2 separate regions of the Mus musculus genome follow, and region 2 is linked to region 1. A link is a contact called in public Hi-C data. All regions are on one chromosome and are shown on one strand. The core of a region is the stretch at or near the end of the contact, and the rest is flanking DNA. Distances in the headings are between cores, read along the strand shown.

What was found. A called contact is a pair of places that touch in the nucleus more often than the background predicts.
Region 2: a contact with region 1 is called in a Hi-C map of liver, with 4 times the contacts expected there. The contact joins two enhancer-like sites. A contact is called at or near these places in 4 of 484 Hi-C or Micro-C datasets (bone marrow-derived macrophages, liver and uterus) and 5 of 115 datasets of contacts at active chromatin or transcription factors (effector CD8 T cells, fibro-adipogenic progenitors, kidney and 2 more).

Annotation. Positions count from the first base shown.
Region 1 is chr13:51,867,686-51,874,453 of GRCm38.p6, forward strand. No RefSeq gene overlaps it. Among named protein-coding and RNA genes, the nearest start is that of Gadd45g, 24 kb to the left of the region's middle. Within about 2 kb of position 5,091, at least 14 of the 459 cell types and tissues checked have an H3K27ac peak or open chromatin away from gene starts, as enhancers often do. A contact at or near this core is called in kidney and liver, where this site is marked.
Region 2 is chr13:52,149,541-52,155,706 of GRCm38.p6, forward strand. No RefSeq gene overlaps it. Among named protein-coding and RNA genes, the nearest start is that of 4921525O09Rik, 56 kb to the left of the region's middle. Within about 2 kb of position 4,766, at least 98 of the 459 cell types and tissues checked have an H3K27ac peak or open chromatin away from gene starts, as enhancers often do. A contact at or near this core is called in kidney and liver, where this site is marked.

The DNA.
Region 1 (6,768 bases), core at 3,841-6,340:
TTTCTACACTTGCACCTCCCATGTGAGTGTGTCCCTAACCCTTTTACACTCTCCATATTTCCTCCCCCAGATAATAAAAATCTAATTAAAACAAGTTAGTGGGACGAAGACTCAGGTCTGTCAGCTTTGGGCTTCCCAAACTGAGTTACTTATGGAATGAATGTTTTTTGATACGTGTTGAAGCATTACTTTTTTTTTTGTTTGTTTGTTTGTTTGTTTCGAGACAGGGTTTCTCTGTGTAGCCCTGGCTGTCCTGGAACTCACTCTGTAGACTAGGCTGATCTGGGACTCAGAAATCCTCCTGCCTCTGCTAGGATTAAAGGAGTGCATCACCATGCCCAGTGAAGCATTACTTTTAAAAATAAAAATGCAAGTTGGGGAGGGGGGAGAGAGAGAGAGAGAGAGAGAGAGAGAGAGAAGAAGGAGGAAGAGGAGGAGGAGGAGGAGGAGGAGGAAGAGGAGGAGGAGGAGAGAGCACTAATCGAACTGGGATATCTGTAGGGTCTTTCTGATTCAAAGTGGATGCTGGACAGACTCATGGGTGGAAATCCGGTTTTGGTTAGTTACAAGTGGGCTCCCAAGGACTCTGGGACACAAGCTGCAGAGCAAGGAGCCTCCACTATATTGACAACATGGGGTTGTCACCTGGGACAATCTTAGGCTCAGTTTTCCACCGTGGGCCCAAGCTGTGCTTGGCATTGGCTGTTGCTGTTGCTCTGCCTGGTCTGGTCCCCAGGCCAGGGTGGGGATGTTCCGACCACTGCAGCTGGAGATTCCTGGGAGGAACCGCACACCCTGGCTCCCTTGTAAACAATCTCCTTGGAAGCACAGGGAGCCAGGGTTGAGGGGCCCCACACCCACTCATCCTGAGAAAGGGCTGCCCAAGGAGGCTCCCAGGGCAAGGTGACTGACTCAAGGTCCCACAGCTGGGGCTGACTCCCAGCTTGGACCGTTCCCAGATGGTGCTCTGTGGTCCTTTCGAGCTGGTCTGGGAACTGTTTACAAGGCTGGCTGCAGTGTGCAGGAGTCCTGTGTCCCAGCTGAACCTCTTAGCAGGAGCCAAGGAGCCTGATCAGAGGCAGAGAAAGAATCAGCCAGGAGGGTGCCAGCTCCCCTCGGGCACCACCGTGTCCTCAGACTAGGTCTCAAGCCCAGGCTCCCAAGCGATTAGAACTCGGGAGCACAGCCTCCTTTTGGCAGGACCTCCTGTACTGCTGTTATTTTTATCTTGGTGCCTGGTTGAAGTTTACTCTTATTCTCCTGCCGCCCCATAAACACAGCTTGCAGCCCTTTCTCCTGCTCGCTCTCTTGGCGCACGAGATGGACACCTGTCTGCCTTTCTGTTCTTTCCAACCAGCTCGAGGAGTTATGAGGGTGTGAGGCGGGGGTGAGGTGGGGGGGGGGTCTTCCTGGCTGTGGGCTGGGATGTTTGACAAGGTGCAAAAAAGAAAAAAAAAAGCCAAATGAAGTCCTTAATCCTCTGAGCTCTTTCACACTCATCTCTGGCACGGTGAGGCTCTGCGCAGAGCACAAGCCCGGGAGGGGAATGAACCCAGGCTGTCCCAGTGTGGATGAGGTGACTGCTGACCGTATGACTTGATGATCAGGCAGTTCGTAGGCTCTCCTGAGCAGCGTACCTGGCGTCAGAAGTCCTGGGAGTCTTTGTTTCTCAGAGGGGATGTCTTTTCTCCTTGGATTAATTATGCAGCCAGATCCTGTTAGTCCAAAGTGCATTGCAGGCCGCCCTGCCTAACTAACTACCTGCTCCCCGCTCTCTGAGGGCCTGCCTACCATCCAAAATATAAAATAAAAGGTGTTTGCCGGTAGCCTTAGGTATAGGGCTGTAGTTAGCTTGTTTGGGACCTCTGCTGGGGGATTTGGCTTTGCCATGTAGGACATTGGGCCTGACTTAGAAGGGTAGAGCTGAGAAAACACAGAGTGCTAGGATATCCCGGCTCTGGGTTTGCCCCCAGGATTCTCTGCTCAGGGTGAGGAGTCAGGCACCTTATACATGGTTTCTGAGACACACACATTTGAAATTCTGAATTTATCTGTCTCTAGTCTATTAGGAAGAAAGTCTCCATTTCACCCTGACCCCACTTCTTGCTCCTCTCCGAGTTCCTGAGGTCTTCAGACAGGTGTACAGACAGGTGTATATTGGTTCTTACTGGTTCCGTTGACATTTCTTCCTAAGGGGCTCTAAACCCCTGTGGGCAGGGCCAGTGACATGTTCCTCCCAGACTCAAAAGGAACAAGATGTGCCCCAGTATGTTTATGAGAGAAGCAAGAACACTCAAAAAGTCAGTGTAGAAGTCCCATTTATTTCTTCCAGACACTGGACAGTATTCCCAGTATGAAAAGTATGGATCCACCTGTCCCCTCCCCCACTCACTGTGCAGAGCCCTTAGTGCTCAAATAGGGCAGGGAAGGGGTAGAGGCTTGGACACAGACCTGGAGCATATGGACTTACTGGTGATCTTAGCATAGGGAGCCAGGGGGCTATGCTCTTTCAGGGTTCTCCAAGGGCTTTCTCCTTATGGTACCTGGAAGCCCTGTAGGTCTCCATGGAACATTCTGAAAAAACATTCTGTTTGTGCTCAATTTCCCCTTAGCCACATGAGCTGATTCTGCTTCAGACATTTATTTGGGAGATTTCTGTATGCTGGGTGCCTGGGCTGGACAGTGCAGGAACTGGGGTGGGTGAGAAGATATCCTTGGGAAAGATGCAAGTCTATTGGTGGCTATTGTCTAGGAGTGGAGGGGCTCAGGGATGCTTAAGGGCCAATGTGTGAGCTCCCCTGTGGTTGCATGTGGATATTGTTGGAGAAAGACAACCCAACAACCATGTCCAGTGGCCACATTCTTCTAGGGAACATAGAGTCAACTTTGAGGTGGACACAACCCATGGGGGTTTAACTTATATTCATTTTAGCTGAGAGGGGCTGGATGGTCACTGTCTTAGTTATGGTTTCCATTGTTGCGAAGACACACCAACATGACCAAGGCAACTCTAATGGAAGACAACATTTCATTGGGGCTGGCTTACAGGTTCAGAGGTTTAGTCCATTATCATCAAGGCAAGAAGCATGGCAGTGTACAGGCAGATATGGTAGTGAAGAAGGATCTGAGACTTCTCTATCTTGAAACAAAGGCAGCCAAAAGACTAGCTTCTAGGCAGCTAGGATGAAGGTCTTAAAGCCTATCCCCACAGTAACATACTTCCTCCAACAAGGCCACACCCACTCCAACAATGCCACACTTCCTAATAGTGCCACTCCCTGGTCCAAGCATATTCAATCCACCTCAGTCACCATAGACACATGGATAAGGGTAAGTAACCCATTGCATGAGGAGAAAGCAAAGTAGGTGCCCTATTCCTTTGGACTCCATGATTTTTATGTCTCTACATGGTGGGTAGATCCCTCAGCAATGGCAAGTCCTTTCTCTGGAGCTCAGATCAACATGGTAATAAACTGTCCTTGTTTCAAGTGCTCAGTGATGTGTGCTGTTTTAACTTCAAGCAGAACCAACGCTCTTGTGTGTAACCCTTTCCACTGGGTCACTGGGCTTGTCTGCCAGCATGCACTCTGGCATATTTGGTTGCAGCCCAAGTTAACTTTCAGCAAAGCCATTCATGATGCCGTGACCATGTGCCCAGATGACGTCATGGTCAAGGACTGCCCAGTGCCCTAGAGATGGGGATGCTGCCTGCCTGTTGACCTCTCTAGTAGCTCAGTGGCACATGGCTTAATTCTGGGGAAAGGTTAATGCATCAGACTGTCTAGAGCAAAGAACCCCAAGAGACTGAAGTGTACCCCGGGAGGGGGGGTAGGGAGATGCAGGAGACTGGGTAGGGTTGAAGACTCAGCACGGTCCCACTGCCCAATGTCCAACTTTCCCTTCCTCTGAACACACATTGGCTTTCCTTATAGATCCCTTCTTGTCCATGACAGACCCTAGGGAGGTTGAAAGCCATACGAACGTTGTGTCAGAGGAGACGGTTGTTACTTTTCCTTGGAAAGACCAGCCTGAACATCTATGTGAGTCAGTCCCATTCCTGAGGACCACCCCTAGGCCTCACATTTTTTTTTGATTTATTTATTTATTATATGTAAGTACACTGTAGCTGTCTTCAGACACTCCAGAAGATGGAGTCAGAACTCATTACGGATGGTTGTGAGCCACCATGTGGTTGCTGGGATTTGAACTCCGGACCTTCTGAAGAGCAGTCGGGTGCTCTTACCCACCAACCCTCACATGGGGTTTCTTATGTAGCCAATAGTGTTGTACACCCTGGGAGACTCCAACATGAGCCCTTGCAGTCCCTTAGACTGTGTGTCAAACTCGTGCTTGTTGTTGCTGCTCATAGACAGGGGGTGACCGTTGTGTTACCATCCTGCCCTGGGTGCCTGGTGTGGTAGTAGTTGTACATGGAAGCTTTCTCATGATGCTTTTGAGCTTGTTTCTGGGCAATCTTGCAGAGAGTCTGGGCCTGGTCTCCTGTAGGGCCCTCTAGGTCTGGCAAACGCTGGACCTGCTCCAATGGGGCTCCAGAAAATCCCACCTTCAAGGCAGCCTTCGATTGGTCCTATCCTACTGCGATATGGCTCCCTGCGGGTACTTTCTTTGCCATGTAGCTTCCCCCAGGGCAAGACCAAGCTCCCTTTCCCCTCTAGACCTGACTAGGTGTCCTTTGGCCCACTTGGCTTTCAGCAGGTATTGGCTGAAATCCTGCTTTGTCCCTTGGCCTCAGGCAGCCAGCTTCTAGTGCAGTCTTGAGTGGAGGCTCCCAGGAACCTTGGAAGCTTCCATTCAAAGAGATGAGTGGGAGCAGGCTCTGGCTACTCCTTCCCAGGCAGACATACTTCCTTGGTTTGCCAGCCTGGCCCATCTGCTCTGGCCAGGAACATCAATCTTCATGACTGGCCAACTAGACAGTACTTTCCCAGATTCCCACACAATTGTCTGGGGGGCATCTCAGGACCCCTTCTCAGCATTTCTTGTAAATATTGGAGAACACTGCTCAGCAGGCTGCTCAGACACCTTTGGCCTCCAGAGCAACCTCAGGCCAACACAGCGGGCGTCTTTTCAGCAAACTCAGCGATGTGCCAAAAATAAGAGAGACATTCCCGGGAACCTTTGGACTCGGATGGCAGTCTTCCTGGAGATGGGGATCCAGAAGAGGAAGGAGGAAGAGACCAGGTCTGCAGGCAGGTGCCATGGGATTGCAGCCCCGCCAGAGGGACAGCTGCTTCCAGAAGGGCAGGGAGCCTTGGGTAGTTGGTGGAGAGCACTTGCCTGGTATGGAAGAGAAGCAGGAATTGACAGATAGGAACATAGACAGACAAGCGAACAAAGCATTCATACAGCTCTGTATCTCTACGGGTGCAGTCTTCGGCCTTGGCAATGTGACTCGAGGCGAGGATCTGACCTTTAACCAAGACCAGAAAGTAGACAGGAACATCTGGAGGGACTGACAAATGACCCATGCAAAGAACAAATTACACTGCTTAAGACTTAAGCATCAGGGTACAATGTGACATAGCCAAGGAACAATCAGGGGTGGAGGGTTGGGTGAGGGGGAGGTCTGCCAACCCTGTGAAGCGCCAATGATTAGACAGCAATATAACTGTTTGCAATAAAGGGATGCAAAACAGAAGGAAACAGAGGCAAAGATTATGCAAACAGAGACAAGGCAGAGGCCGAGGTCACATCGAATGCACCTCAGGTTAGTGGGGTCAGGTACATGAAGATGAAAGTCCCTACTGGGAGTTTCCATGTGTCAGAGGGAGTGTAGAGTGTTTAAAGATTGACCATCCCGGGGGGTTCGTTTATGAAAATTGTCACATTCTGACATTACTGTTGGGGCCAGAGTAGCAGCAGAGAGGAGCCCTAAGGGGCCTTGAGGTGCGGACTCAGCGGTTCCCGTGGCAGGCACCCACAGGGTATCCATTGCAGCTTTGTGCACAGACAGTGGTAGGCCAGGCCACTGGATGGTCCGGGCCGGGGAGGATACAGGAAACCGGCAGGCAGGCCGGAATACTGCATGGCCTCAAATGGAGGGAGCTGAGTCTCCCCATATCAGTAAAGCAAACCAAGGCAACCCTTCAAGTACTTGCCTGGAGGTTTGTCTCCATGGCGAGCACACACCCTGGATGCACATGGCGAGTGAGGAGAAGGGAGGCCCTTGCTTCCAGCCTGGTTGTGCTATATTCAGATGCACATTGATGGTTTGGGAAGGCCAGGTTGGCCACTTGAATAGGGTCTTTGTTCCCAAACCTTCAGAGAGAGTTCCTGTCTGACAAAATGGGGTCCCGAGGACTGCAGAGAGATCAATGCTACAATAGAAGCCTCTTGTGGCCCACGGCCCCGTCTCACATTCAAGACCACATTAAGGCAGCTTTGTCCATGTCCTGGTCTCTTTGACCCCAGCAGTTACCTCAGAGACTCCATCTGACCTAAAAACAAAGTTCAGGTCACAATCATGAGAGGTAGATCCTTCTTGTCTCCATGGTTCACCTGTTCCATGGGTGGCCTTGAAACTGACACCAGGTGAAGGTGCCTCGAAAGGGTCTCCCTTCAGTGCATGGAGGAAGGCTAAGAAGCCATTTGGGATGACATTGTGGTGGTTAATCTTGCCAGCATGGCAGGATCTCGAATCATCATGGACTCACACCTGGGCCTGTGAGGGAGTTTCTAGATTTGAGGTGGGAAGATTCACCCCAAATGTTGACTGCCTCATCTCATGGCCTGGGGGAGATTACCAAT
Region 2 (6,166 bases), core at 3,516-6,015, 280 kb after region 1:
CATGATGGGACATGCTTGAAATCCTAGCCCTGGAAGGTAGAGGCTGGAGGGTCAGGACTACACTCATCAGAGTTTGAGGTACGTGAGCTACATAATAATCCAGCATCAAGGAAGAGCATCTTCTGGGGCATTCTTTGTGATATGACAATACTGTAATAATTCCAAGCCCAGGTTGCCCCATTCTTTCTGCATCTTATGCTGGGCTCCTCTTGGACAGAGACACAGATTTCCTTGGTGAGAATATTGTAAAGGTAGCAAGTGTTAAGGGGCCATGGAGGAAAGGGGAGGGGACATCAGTCACCTTGAGTGTGAGTCCTCAGACAGTGCATAGTTACCTTGTCAGATTGTATAAAGAGTGCAGAGAGGATTAAGGGAATATGTGAGGAGAAGGGCTAGGACCAACAGAAGTCCTTTTGCCCAATGGGTCCCTAATTCACAGTCTGAAGGTTAGGGATAGGTCAAGCCCCGTCCATAACAGATTTGAGTGCATAAGCAATTCATAAAATTCATTTTGGGGTTTATGGTTCCAGACGATTAGATAGTCCATGATGGCACAGTGAATGGATGGTGGTAGGTGCCTAGAGCAGCAGCTGAGAGCTCACATCTTAATCTCTAATCAGGAGGCAGAGAGAAACTAACTCAGATTGCCACAAGTCTTTTGAAACCTCCAAGCCTGCCACTCCAACAAGGCCACACCTCCTAATCCTTCTCAAACATTTCCACCAGTTGGGGACCAAATATTTAAACCTATGTGCAGATGGGAAGCCATTCTTGCTCAAACCCTGACAGCGACCGATTAAGGCTTATACTTTACAGGCTCTGCCTAAGAGACCTGAACGTGTGATCTGCTCAGTTGCATGTTCTCAGGCTGTGACAACAGAGCTTGGCAGCTCGCTGAAGAGCCAATGGCCACAGTTGTTGGCTTCCATCACTGCACGTGCCCATGATTGATTGCTGATTTCAAGCTGACAGTGTGAGGCCACTGACCCAAATGGAGGGAAGAAAGAATGGTCACGCCACCACAAGGTTAACTAGCCACATGGGTTGTGGAATGTTGTGAAGCAAAACGTCTCTGGGAAGGGAGCAAAGCAAGGCATCATGACTGTTTCGTAGAATCTGTTCACTGCTTTAGTGAGATGTGATTTCCTCCCCCTCCCCCCATGGGAAGAGCATCCAAGAAAGTAGTGCCCTTTGGAAAGAAAGCATATGTCACTTTGGTTGACTTGATAGACCAGGTCATTGGGTATAGACTGCTGTGCTGTTCTTTGTCCTCCAAGGAAGGCTCACATAAGTCACTCATAAGACTCCTCTTGTCTGCTGGAGACCAAGGAGGTCAAAGGAATCTGCCTCTGATATGTAGTCTCTTTCTTAATCCCTGGAAGCAATCAGGACATCTCTTGGATTATGACCCATTCTGGAGGCCACTGTGTCATTGGAGCTGATGGTTTCTTGTTCGGAACTGTGTGCTGAGGAGGGTGCATTTGGCCGGGGTTGGGCAAAACGAGGGTTGCAGAAGGGTCAAGCTGGTAGTAGGAGTGTGTGTGTGTGTGTGTGTGTGTGTGTGTGTGTGTAGCACATGTGTGAGCACAGATATGTGAATGAGTGCTGGAAAGTCTGTGTCACTCAATAAGGGGGGCATACTTATATAAGTACTTGGGTGAATAGGTGTATATAGAAGTGTATTCATAATAATATATATAGGTGTATATAGAAGTAATTCATGTATATAGAAGTGTATGTAGTCATATATGGAGACATGCTGATGAGGGTGGGCACATAGGTGTGTGGCTGTTTAGAAGTATGCCCTAACCAGTGTATATTATTAAGTGATATTGTATGACTATATTGGGTATGTGATTGGATAAGTATATACAAGAGTGTTGTGGGTTGTATGTGCATATCCAAATGGGGAGGCTTGTGGCTGTTAGTGTGTCTGGGCTGTGCAGGTATATGACTTCATGTGTGTGGATGTGCAGGTGTGATCGAGAGGGATTGTTGTTGTTGGTCAACATATGTCATGACAGGGGTGCATACATACATATATCTGTCAGTATACACCTATCTATGCACTTGTCGTGGGATCGTGGTGGTTTAGAAACCATCATAGGCAAATGAGAAGTACACATAACCACAGCTACTGGGTAGGAATGCACACGTGGGAAGTACAGATCAGAGCAAAGTAGATCACTAGTAAACCTAGTTCCATGATTCCCTGCGAAGGGAGGCTTGGTCTCAGAAAAGGGCTTATGTGGGAAGGTTTTGTCCTGGGTGCCTCGGTAACGAATGTGCTTGCCTAATTGCTCTGGAGCTTCCTGTACCGGAAACATCTTTAACAGTAAAACTGTAGCAGGCACTCATCCATCCGTCCATCTGCGTGTACATGTGCGCACGTATAGTGTGTGCACACAGGCAGCATAAACACGTGTTATCTCTCTTTGATCTGCTTGGCTGAAGTTTTTGCTGCAGAGAAAACCGGTTTGTCCAGAAGCTCCTCCGCCTCAACAGACTGTGCTGAGCTGTGCCCTTGGATGTGGGACGGGTGCTAAGACTGATCCCAGAGCTCCAAGTCTCAAAGAAAAGTGAGGCCAAGCTAGCCCAGGATCAGCAGAGTCCTGCCCCTTGGGAGGGTGATCTTAGTCACCACACTGGACTCAGCAGGCGGGGTTCTGAAGGGTCTGGGTTATAAAATCTGATGGAGTGTTTGAGGCTGCCTTTCGTGCAAGTGGTCTGACTTCTTGGGAGGTATGCAGGAGCAGCCCCTGCAAGCTTGGCGATTTCCAGAGAGAGGCACCCAGACAGAAAGCACTGGCGGTGTTCCCCTGTGCTTCACAGGCTGTATGGATTCCTTGCCCTTCCAATAATGATAGTGCCGAGTCAGCACTGTTATCTTTGAGAAAATGGACAGGGTCAGCCAGGATGCAGAAACACACACACACACACACACACACACACACACACACACACTCACACATGCACTCAATACTCAGTTATGCAGCAAACTTGGGGGCCTGAGGTCAAGCAGACCACATCTTCCTTCCTGTAGGTGAGAGTAGTTCCCAGAGGCAAGCTTTTGCTTTGGCCTGGCTGGGGGCAGCTGTATTTGGGGACTGAGGGGACCTCCCACTTGTCTTTCTGACTGGACAGCAAGGATGATGGAGAAGGATCTAGGTGTCACCGTGGGCAGTCACAGAAAGGTCATAGCCTGGTGTCAAGTCTCCACGGGAGGAACTTTGGCTGGCACATTGGGGTCAGAGGACAGTGACAGAATTCCAGCCCCTAAGCCCAGAACACAAAAGTGGAACTCTTTAATTCCTGTGTAATCTTTGAGAAGGAAAACACTCCCTCACCCTGCTGGCTCCATTATAAGGAGCCATGTTTGCACTGCCAACATCTTGGGGGCTCTTCTGAGGTTTGCAGGGTTATGTTGTTGTCATTGTTGTTGTTGTTGTTGTTGTTGTTGTGATTGTTGGTATTTTGTTTTGTTTTGAGGGATGAAGCAAACTATCTCCTAGCTGTTTTAGTAAGTCCCAGTCCTTCCAAGCTTGTTTTTAAAACATTCTTTGGTGGGAGCCTGGTTTACTGTGTCTACAGATCTGGGGGTGATTATGTTCCTCCTATTTCACAATTTCAGTTGATATTTGTTCTGCCTGGTTTGGCTTTTGGAAAGTAAGAGGACGTAACTGGCTTTTGGAGACTGTGGACCGTCCCCTCCCTGCCTGGTCCCCTGGCTCTCTTGTTCTGGGAATTGTACCTATTTATTGTCTCTGGTCACTTTACATAAAGAGTTTTGTAAAAGGAACGAGGGATGAAGGATGACTCTTAAGTTTCTTTTTTACACTGACAAGCGATTTCTTCCTTGGTTTGTGGTTGTGGGCCACATGAGAGCAGCTGAGGAGGGACACGTTAGCCAGGACCTGCCCTCCGTCTTTCCACTTTATTCTACATGCAAGAGAAGGGCAGAGATTGCCACAGCGTGGCGACGGCCTTCTGCCCAACTCCGTATCCCTCCAGACACGATGGCGTTGAAATCCACTCTTCATGCTGCTGTTGGTCAACATTTGAAGACTTGTTTATGAAAATATCAGGAACTGTCAGAACCCCACAGTAGGAAACCTTACCCCCAACACACATCAACCTCCGTTGTCCCTGCCCAAAATAACAAATCAGCTTCCTGGAAGGGCCTTGCTCAAACCTGGGAGCGACGTCAGCCTGCCCTCTGCCTGTGCGTATGAGGGCTGACCTTCTGAGATCAAACATTGTCCTGTCCAAGAGTCCCTTTGCCTAGAAATGTTCCTGCCTGGTGCAGATCCCTGTTTCCCTCAGCAGCCTGGCTGATTGTCTTCCCAGGGGGACTTGCCCAGTTCTGCTCTGAGCCACAGCTCTGCCAAAGTAAACCACATAGACTTACAAACAGTTTAAAATTCATTTTTCCTAGATGAGCTAAAGATGCATAAGGGAGAGAGAGGAACTTCATTTTTTTAAAAGTGTGTATGTGGGGGAGGGTCTTTTAGTATTATTATTAATAAGATCATGATGGTGATGAGAACAGGGATGTTTCAGAGGCTGGGGATGACCTGTCAGCTATACAAGACACATCTGTGACAGAGAAGAATCCATAGTGGCTCTCGCATACTGGAAGTCCTGGTGGCAGAGCTGAGAACCCATCACGTTGCAGGGATGTCAAACAGTATTGAACAGAGCTGTGAGCCAGGGTCTGCTGCTGGCACAGCACTTGGTTCTTCCAGACAAACAGGCCAGTTTCCCAGGATTTTGCAAGCAGCAGATGAGACCTGAATGATCACACACCAGATCTTGGCAGGGATTTGCTGTCCCTGTTTGCAAGATTGTCCCAGATTGGATCACAATGTACATAGAGATGGCTCTGAAATTCCCTCAGAGAACAAATTCCTCAATACAACTCTTCATCTGGAAATTTACCTAGCCACCCCCACCCCCGTCCACAAAAATGCTAACGTTTTTAAACTTGAAGGTGCATCAGAGGGGCCAGATGCAGTAGCAGACACATCTGTAAGCCCAGCATTCTTACAGTGAGATGGGAGGCTAAGACAAGGAGCCACAGAAGCGTGAGGGTCAGCTAGCCTTGGAGTGTGCAGTAGGGGACAGTAAGAGTGTCTCAGGCAAAAAGTCCCTGTATGGTTTAATAGGACCAGCAGAGGTTGTCCTGTGATCTCCACCCATGAGCTGTGGTATGCTTCCTCAGCCATGTTAATAAAGAGGGCAAGAATAAAAACAGTGATCAGCTGAACAGATTGGTGTTACCATTTATTTGGTGCATCCCAACACCCTGCTAGCATCTCTGTTTGCTTTGTGTCTGCACGCTCCACTCCTCTCTGGGGGGACGGAGAGTGCAAGGGGACTTGATTTTACTCCAGGGTGCACGTTTAGCATGGAAGCCACGGCTGCCTGCAGCAAGCAAGCAGGAGGGTGGAGGAGACTGTAGCCTCTGCTGGACACTGTGAATCGGTGCTTGTTCTGTGCTTACAATGAACATCATCACCATAGAAACCTGGCAAGAGCTGTGTAAGAGTCTGCAGCCTTCGCCAGATGAATGTTTTGCTGTTAGGATTTGCTGTGGTCCTATTAAATCATACGGGGTGTTTTTCTGCCGGGCAACAGGCGCTGTCATAAAATGCATCCATCATCAGATCCTCACGCCACCCGTTGACCAGCCCCATGGTGCGTGTTGACATAAGCGGGCTGCAAACGGCACCCACAGCTGCAGGCTTGTGACAGGGACTCCCTTGCAACAGGTGTATGCTTTAAAGGACCCTGAACCTGGATTTACAGTGAGGCCAGCTGCTGCCTTTGGGACTGACCATTTGTCATCTCTAGATGGGTCACCCTCCTAAAAGACTAGCTTGTTGGAAATTCTATCCTCACCCATGGGACCCTGTCATAATTTTCTTTTTGCTGGCTTCTGCTAGCAGGGAGAAAAGAAGCTGAACAGCTTGCCCAAGCTTTAAGTTACAAAATCAACCAAACAAAACACTCACTTAGACCAGGCAGTACTGAAACATTCCAGAGATCTGAGAGTCCCAAGGTTGGTTAGGAACAAGGTCCTTGCCTCCTCTGGCAGAGTCCAGAGGTGACACCCAGCTCTGCTTTGTACAGCAGAAAGCATCAGCTCTGAACACCATGGCCCGCT